Regions from separate parts of the Rattus norvegicus genome. Here region 2 is linked to region 1. A link is a contact called in public Hi-C data. All regions are on one chromosome and are shown on one strand. Each heading gives the region's core, a stretch centred on a gene start, on an enhancer-like site or on the middle of the called end of the contact. The rest is flanking DNA. Distances are from core to core; before and after follow the strand shown.

What was found. Hi-C and Micro-C count contacts between places; a contact is called where the count stands out from the background.
Region 2: a contact with region 1 is called in a Hi-C map of the A7r5 cell line, with 4 times the contacts expected there. The contact joins the promoter of Pxdc1 here to the enhancer-like site in region 1. A contact is called at or near these places in 7 of 12 Hi-C or Micro-C datasets (the A7r5 cell line, the Rat2 cell line, Schwann cells and 4 more).

The regions. Positions count from the first base shown.
Region 1 is chr17:30,408,071-30,412,422 of GRCr8, forward strand. No RefSeq gene overlaps it. Among named protein-coding and RNA genes, the nearest start is that of Fam50b, 16 kb to the left of the region's middle. Within about 2 kb of position 2,536, at least 39 of the 93 cell types and tissues checked have an H3K27ac peak or open chromatin away from gene starts, as enhancers often do. A contact at or near this core is called in the A7r5 cell line, Schwann cells and liver, where this site is marked.
Region 2 is chr17:30,479,991-30,484,342 of GRCr8, forward strand. Pxdc1 (PX domain containing 1) reads left to right here and starts at 1,871. Exons shown (of 5, transcript NM_001025719.1): 1 at 1,871-2,284. The coding sequence starts at 2,029.

The DNA of each region.
Region 1 (4,352 bases), core at 1,286-3,785:
TCTTAAAGTCACCAGTAAAGAACATTTCAAATTTCCTCAGCACACGGAGTTGGTAGGTATATGAAACAATGAATCCTTACACACTGATCCTTACCCACTGTCTAGAGTTGAGTGTGTGCAACTTTAGGCCTAGGATAGTTATGTGGTCTGCACAAAATTATATACTTATTTAAAAGGGTTCTGTGCAGTTGTTTCCCTTGTAACTTGATTGTGCAGTTTTCAAGTATCAACTTGGTAAGAGAAAACTTTGTATGATGATGTCAAAAAGTTGGACATATCTGGACACATATTTAAGTACTGCATTATGTCTCATAAATATGTGTCAATGAGAAATAATTTTTCTGTTCATGAAACTATCTCATGTAGGCCAGGCTGGCCTTGAACTCCCATTTCTCCAAAAATGACGTCGAACTCTTGTTCTTCTGTTTCCACTTTCCAAGTCCTGAGATTAAAGTTGTATATCACCACACCTGAATGAAGAAAAGTGTTTTACAAAGGGAGTAAATTTGAAAACAAAGGGGGGGGGTTGAAGTACAGAAAGCGAATGATCTTGTCTGGAAGGAGATTTTGCTTGACACACGTCAGACACTGTCAGGAGCTGCCACTGTGCGCACACAGCACTCAAGGGACTGCAGTAGGCTTTACCAGCAACGCACAGCCAAACAAGTTACAAGTAGAGGGATGGTAAGTGCCATGCATAGTTGCCTCGACTACAAATAAATACAAAAGACATACTTGTAACCTGCAGCTTTTCAGTTAAAGACAAACATAGCTGAGCCTGTGGACGTAGCCTAGTTGGTACAGCACATGTCTAGCCTTGGGTTCAGTCTCTGGTACCACATAAAGCTGGGTATAGCGGCAAACACTTTCGATCCCAGCACTCAGGAGGTAGAGGCTAGACCATAGACCCTCAAAGTCATGCTCAGCGCAGTTGAGCCCATTCTGGACTACAGAGATCCTGTCTCAAGAAACAAAGGCAGCTTGCTTCCCTGAGAGGATGTGGCATAGCTTCCAGAGAAGCAGATGACATGGGCAGATGAAATGTGAAGCTTACAAGGCTCATTGATCACTTGAAGAGGGACCTGCAGTTCTTCCTGAAAATGAGCAGTGTCTGAGTTAGATAGGCTTCTGGGCTGAGGAGCACTTCTGTATTTAGACAGACAGATGCTGAAAGCATCAGAATTCAATGATTACAACATTTAATATATAACTATAAATAACTTATCTACAGGAGAGTCAGGGAGCGGGCCAGTTAGATATAGACAGGCCAAGCCTGGCTGATACTCTTTTTTAAAACAAACAAACAGTTAATATTCCTAAGTCAAGGCAGGCCCGGTGTCCCAAGGAGACATGGGAGTGCAACTGACACATCTGTGGAATTATCAAAATCTGTTCTGGAAGCAGCTACAGATGCGGATCCAAGCCCCAGAAAAGCCTAACTGCGGTATCACATGGTGATGCATGGACTTAGACTACATAGGTTTTGAGTTGTGGATTTTCACACCAGCATGCCTCTAATAGCCATGGATGTCAAATTCAAACCCAATCGTGTATCACTACACTAAACCACCCATGTTATTCTGGAAATATGTACATACCGTCTAGTAATTTGTATGTATGCTTATGATATTATATTCTTTATTCGAAATGAAATGTTACCCCACTCCACCCTTGCTGTGTTTTATCACCTGGTACCTGGCTGGTGGAGCTATTGAGGAGGGAACAAAACTCTAAGACGGCGGCCAGCCTAGTCGGAGGAAGGATGTCACTGGGGTAGTACTTCTGAAGGCTATTCCTGATCCCTGATCCCTTCTTCTAAAAAGAATAGTTTTAAATTGTGTGTATATGTATGTGCGCCGGTGTATGAGTATGTACAGATGAGTGCAAGTGCTGCTGCAGAAGGGGACATCAGAACCCCTGGAGCTCTCAGTTGTGAGCCACTGAGGTGCTAGGGTCCTCTGCAGGAGAAGAATATTTTTTAACTGCTGAGTCATCTCCTCAGTCCCCTCTTCATCCTTCCTTGCTGCAAGACATTGATATTTTATTTTAAAAATTATTTTAAAGTATGTATTATATGGGTGGTGTTTCACCTGAGTGCATGAGTGTGTGGTGCCCACAGAGGCTAAAAAAAGGGAATTTGATCCCCTGGAGCTGGAATTACAGATGGTTGTGAGCCACTAGGCATATACTGAGAATCTAGACCAAGGCCCTCTGTAAGAGCTGCCAGTGCACTTAACCACTATACCATCTCTCTAGCTTTAAGCAACTGAATATTTTGTTTCAAATCCCTGTATCTAGGCTCTTGGTTAGAGTTCCTACTAATGATTTTGCCTGAGGGACAGGGACTTCAAACTGCAGGGAGACAGACACAGGAAAACCTAAACCTGATCATGGTGTGTTGTCTACTTCATAATAATCTTAAATCGCTCATCTGGGTTTATATTCAAGAAGACCTTCCCCCAGAGCACATGGTCTATGTGTGCTAAGCGTCAGCAGTCACGAAACCTGCCTGGGGCACAGTGGGTATCCAGCATGACACATGAGCTCACTAGGGTCTGACCTGGGAGTGAGTGTTTGGCTGGATCAACCAGACAAAACATGCAACGTGGTCCGCTCTGCAGGAAGCGAGCAGAGTGGGACTTAGTTTGATTACCCTTGGCTCCCATCTCCTCCAACTCCAGACATTTTCGGAACAGGGAAATGAGCCCCGGAGTCTAGTGATATTGTTGATAGGATTCACGACTCCTCAGGAGGAAAGAAACAGGAAGCAGAGGGCGGGCTGCTGTGCGGTGAGGTCATCCCTTTGGCATGCTGTGCTTGTCCTGGAGAAAGACAAGGAGAGACAGAAGCTATTTGGCTTCTTGGCTGACTCTCAAGTCTTAGCTCTGAGGGCCAGGAAAGGGTGAAGAGTCGGTATGTAGCCACTGTTGCCAAGGACGCAAGAAGAAACGAAAAAAGGAACAAAACCCTTCATTTAAAATGCCAGTGGGAAAAAGGCTCAAGACAAACACCAAGGCACACAATGTGCTTTTATTAAAGCAGCTTTTAAAATCGAGTTTTGGAAAACAGCCTCCTAATGGCTATAAAGGTCCTCCTGACTGGAGGACACTTGAGAATTTTGCCCTCACAGACAAAAACACTCATGAACTGTTAGGGTTTTGCTCCTACCCATCAGGCAGGAGCTCCTGGGCCTGGGCTGGCCACGGGCTCCTAGCCCTTGGCTTCCTTCTCATAAGTACTAGGGTTACAGGTGAGTGCCACCTTACCCGGACTGCTTCTCAGTGAGTGGGAGGCTATGTATGCTTAGGAAGGGAAGAGGACGATGGGAAAGACAGAGGCTGATGTTGAGGAAGCTAACAGGGAAGATGCTCTATTCTACGTCCCAGAGGCAGATATTTTCATTTGCTTCATTTGATGTTTGCTTGTTTGTTTAGCCAGTCTTGTTCTGCAACCCGAGTTGACCCAGACTTGGAATCTTCCTGCCTTAGTTTATCAACTGCTGGAATCGCAGGCATTCGCTGCCACATCCAGTTTTGGTGGGGATATTTTTAGATGACAAGACACGAGGCGGCTCATGCCTCACCCAAAGTCAGCCAACAAAGGTTGGCATCAGAATGGAAAGCCAGAGTGAAGGGGACTACACACTAGGTACATAACTGATATCATCCAACAGCATCAGCATTAGCAAAATAAACAGGCCGAAGCAGGGACAGTTATAGTAGTCGTTACCTCCTGGCTCTAGCTGAAGGGTTCATATCCAGCAGTAGCAGGTCACCTATTGGCTTTTATGAAGCCTATTCTATTGGAACACAGCCTTTGTACTACAGCAGAGCTGAGAAGCTGAGAAGCTGAGACCCCAGAGTCCATAGAGGTCAAAATGGTTTGCTGTGTTTTCCAAACAAAACAAAATAAAACAACAACATTGCCTGACCCCTGATTGAAAGCAAGCAGTATGCCAGAAGTGTCAGGGTGTTGTCCCCCTTCTCCATTCACAGAGTCTGCAGTGCACTCACAGTGCAGCCATCTTCCTGTCACCTCCCCTTGTTGTTCACGAGCCTGATGGATGAAGGTCTCGTTGCACAGAGCAGAGGTCACTGCCCTGTTTTCAGCTTCCTGTCAGGTCTCACAGCTGGGCTGTAGTTTAAAGGTCCTCCAGATCTGCACTTGCCTAAAGGCTCATGCTTCCCCATCCAGCTGCTCTGTTACAGTGCCAGGCGAAGTGAGCTCACTGCTGCATACTTCCTTAACCACAGACTGGGGGCTCTGTGAATGTGATCTTAATTACCACAGGTAATGTTTTCCGGATTGCTAAGCCATTGAGCACATCAGCTTCTCCTGTTGCTGATACAGAT
Region 2 (4,352 bases), core at 621-3,120, 71 kb after region 1:
ACAGAGAGACAAAGGAAGAGAGAGTAAGAGAGAGACAAAGAGAGACAAAGACACACACACAGAGACAGAGAGACAGAGACAGGGACTGAGAGACAAAGAGACAGAGAGACAGAGAAAGAGAGAGACAGAAAGATAAAGGAAGAGAGTAAGAAAGAAACAAAGAGAGACAAACACACAGAGAGAGAGACAGAGACAGAGACACAGAGAGAGACAGAGAAAAGGGGGGGAGGGGAGGGGAGGGGAAAGCACTGTGGAACCTTGACTTCCAGTTTCAGAAGGTCTTCTGTCCCTGCCTGGGTTACTTGAATTACATATGTGAGCCACTCCAGACCCGTGCTATCTTTTTTTTTTTAAGTGAAGTTTCTAGGCTGTATAGAAAAGTGATTAATGGATGCTCTACGCGGCATAAAAGATAGTGTGTTCAACCAGTGACGCTCCAACTGTGACTACTGTTCCTTTGCCATCTAGCTTTACTCCCAGAACTCTTTAAGCATCTACTGTTAATATAAAAACACTTTCTTCAGCGCTCAGGAATGACAGGCTCAAAGAGGAGGCCAGCTTCACCCAGCTAGGTCACTTGAGCAGCAGCGAATTGAAGACTTGATTGTTCCCAGCAAACTCTACCCTAAAGATGGGGCGTTTGAAGAGCTGCTTCTGGGGGATCCTGGGGATGGTGCTGGGGGAGGGGACAGCTTCAGAAGGGACAGGGTTCCAGGTAGGAGTGGAGGCTGGCCCAGGAATGCCTCAGCAGAACTTTTTGGTAAATAGGAGGGGTACTCCCTTGTCCAGGAGGTTTCTGCAGCGACAAAAGCGACCTAAATACCAGCCCGCTGCCGGTGTTGACAAGTCAACGGATATCAGGGTCACTGAGGTCCAGAGAAGGAATACCTGTCGCTAGTTTCTAATGTCTCTGTTCCACACTGGGCTTCGCTGACTCTCTATAACCCAAAAGGCAGAGTCTTTTTCCTCTGTTTTAGGCAGAAGAATGTGTCTGGAACCAACTTAAAATTTTTAATGCTAGACACTGTTTTTCAATTGGGCGCAGTGCGGTGCATTCGTTCTCAGTGGGCAGCTCTGCCAAGGGGGACTTCCTAAGCTCCTCCCGAGTTTCTCTCTCCAGGGAGACCCGTGTCCCCTACAGTTCTGCCCCATATCCTTTTAGCAGACGACCCCACGGGTGGCCGGCCGGCCGATCTCCTGGGGGCTCCTCTTCTAAGAACCACACGGTCTTGCCTTCTGGTGGGTCTGTCCCGCCGCGTCCCGGGCCTCCAACAAGCTAAGGCACGACCGGAATGCGCGGGAGGACCCGGGGCGGAGACGCCGGTAACCGATGGGACACTGGGCGGGCCAGCCTGAGTCCCGGCCCAGGCCGGGCGGGTCGAGGGCGGCGCGGGGACCAGCACCAGTCCCACTGTCCGGATCCCCGTGCGGTATGAGCCCGCGTCCCCGCCCCGTGCGGCGCCGCCTCGGGACTCTGGACTTCAGCGACGTGTCAATCCCACCCCCGCGAGTGCCGGGCAGAGTGCTCAACTCCAGGCAGAATCCCGAGGATTCAGAGTAGGAACGAGCAGAAAGTCGCCCTGCGCTCCGGGAGAGCGCAGGACCCGCCCCGCTTAGCAGCGGGCAGACTGGGGAGGCGGCGCCTTGCGTGGAGCCTGGGCCGGGACCGCCCGCGGCGGGTCAGCGGGAGGCAGGAGGGAGGTGCTGCAGCCCGGACTCGACGTCGACGCCCGCACCGCCCGCGATGGGAAGTGCCTTATAAAGCCGCAGCCGGAGCAGTCAGACAGACTCTTGGCGACGCCGCCCAGAGCGCGGGCCGCACGTAGCCGCCCCAGAGTGCGCGAAGAGCTAGAGCACATCCGCGGGGCATCAACTTCTACCCACCGGGACTCTTAACGGCCGTTGCGAGGATCGACCGCGTCCCACAGAGAATTCCTGATCGCCCTTGCCCAGACCCACTCTGCCCAGGCGGACCCCAGTCGGGGGCCGAGGGCGCCCCCGGCGGCAGGGGCATGCGCCTCCCGCGGCATGGCCTCGGCGGTGTTTGAGGGCACGTCGCTCGTGAACATGTTCGTGCGCGGCTGCTGGGTGAACGGGATCCGCAGGCTCATCGTCAGCCGGCGTGGCGATGAGGAGGAGTTCTTCGAGATCCGCACCGAGTGGTCGGACCGCAGTGTGCTCTACCTGCACCGCAGCTTCGCGGACCTGGGCCGCCTGTGCAAGCGCCTCCGTGACGCCTTCCCGGAGGACCGGTCTGAACTGGCGCGTGCGCCGCTGCGGCAAGGTGCGGGGCTGCGGGGCTGAAGGGTTGGGGCATCAGGGGGCTGAGGGAGGGGCTCTGGGGAAGGAACATTGCGACGAGATCGCGTCTAAGTGCAGTGAAATCGGCGGGAAGAGTTTCCTAAAACTCTACCGGGCAACTGACCGAGGACATCTAGACCCTGTCTTCCCTGACTGGGAGCCGGCACGGAGCCTGGGGCGCACACTCTTGGAGGATAAATGAGATGGGTGGGGAAGGGGACAAGGTCAGCAGAACTGTCGCCTGACTGTCCCAAAGAGCGAGCCACTTGTGAAGAAGCGGAGCTCTGCTTTGCCGAGGCGACATCCAGATCTGACAGCTACTGGGTCCCAGCCACCTCCGGAGAACCAGTGGCGGCTGGATTGGGTTTGCTGGAAAGCGTAGAGACAGTTATAGAGTATCAGAATTGGGAAATCTCAGCGGTTATGATCGCTGCCCAGGTCCTGCCCGGTTGGGCCCCATTCGTATTCGAAGATAGTGAGCCTGAAAGCGAGGTGCCACGCAGCAATCTTTTCCACCTCTCCTGGAGGGAGCCGCCCCGCCTGCATCTGTCCGGCCAACCCCAGGGTCCCCACCCCTGAGCTGGGTCCACATTCGGATTTGATTAGCCACAGCCGCCTCCTCCCTGGCCTTGTGACGGTCCTGGTTGGCCCTGACTGTTGTTTTCTCAAACAGCAGTGGCTTCCCCTTTCCCACTGCCAGCAAAAGGACTGGAAGAGTGGAGGAAACTGGAGAGGGATCTTGATAGAGATGGGGAAGAATAAAGTGTGGGGCAGTTAGCTAGTAGGCGGTGGGACAGGAGGGATCAATAGAGCTTCTGAGCAGTGCCTGGCCTTCCAGGGCTTGGAGACCCATGGAACCAAGCCCTCATTTTGGCAGAGTTCTCAAAGCAGCCAGCCTGTGACAGCTTGGGGCGAAGTTACTCAAGGTTAGCCAGTACATGCCTCCTTGGCCGCCTGTCTGGCTAAGGGCTTGAGATAACCTCCGTTTCCCTCCGGTGATAGGTTCCACCAATGTGTGGATTATGGGGATAATTAGCTCCATTCTCATGACACATCCCCTGGCAGACACATCAATTGGATAGATTCCCAAAACCAAGTGAGTGTGGAAGCCGGGAGTGACAAGCCTGGCTTAGATCTCCGTCCCAGCCCCTCCCAGTGCCTGAGCACCATTTTGAGATTAGACCTATTTTTATTGTTTTAAATTTGATATTTTTTTTTAATTTAACAAATGCATGTCTGAGTCAGGAAAGCATAAGGAAGGGGTAGTGATTTACTCAGTGGCTTCTTCTGGAACAAGGCAGGCCATAAACAAGTTGAATTTCCCGACTCTCCCTCTGAGCAGGTCCCAGAGCTCTGCTGTGGCCACAGACAAACTAGAATCATTCATCGTCTATGAGAGTACCTATTGCCCGTGGGGTTTTGTGAGGGGTGAAATGCCTGGTTGTATCTGGTGACAGTGTCTGTAAATGCCACTTGCTTACTGTCAGCACCTTCTTTCTGGCCGGGGGTGCTGGTTGTGGAGAGTGTGGGAAGGGGTGTGGCGTTGGTGTGGAGTCACAGGTGAAAAGGCCTTCCCTGGAGCAGAAGGGAGGAAACCATCTTACCTCTGTTCACCTGGCCTCTTTTGCATTTATGCAACTGTCTGGAGTCGAGTCACAGGCCCTGCAGCGTAGCTGCACAGGCTCCAAAGAGTAAAGTATTTAAAAGTGGTTAGAAGTGGGTGACTATCGTGGAGAAAACCACGGGCTATGAGAGCTGCCTTCAAGTATCTGAAGGGTAGAAAGATGCAGAAGTGGGGGTCAGATGTTCTGACAGAGCTGGCAGGGGCAGCTAGGGTGAGACACAGTGGCTGACAACCTGCTGTGGGACCAGTAGAACTGCCCATCACTGGTGCCAGGTCCTAGCTGATGTAAACCTATTAAGAGGGTCCAGCTAATACTCCCTACATGAAGACGAACCCTGAGAGCAGTAGAGAGGAAACCGTGGATCATGACCCATTCTGGTTCTCCTTTCTCTGCTTCATTCTTCCTTAGTACCACCCCCAGTTTCTT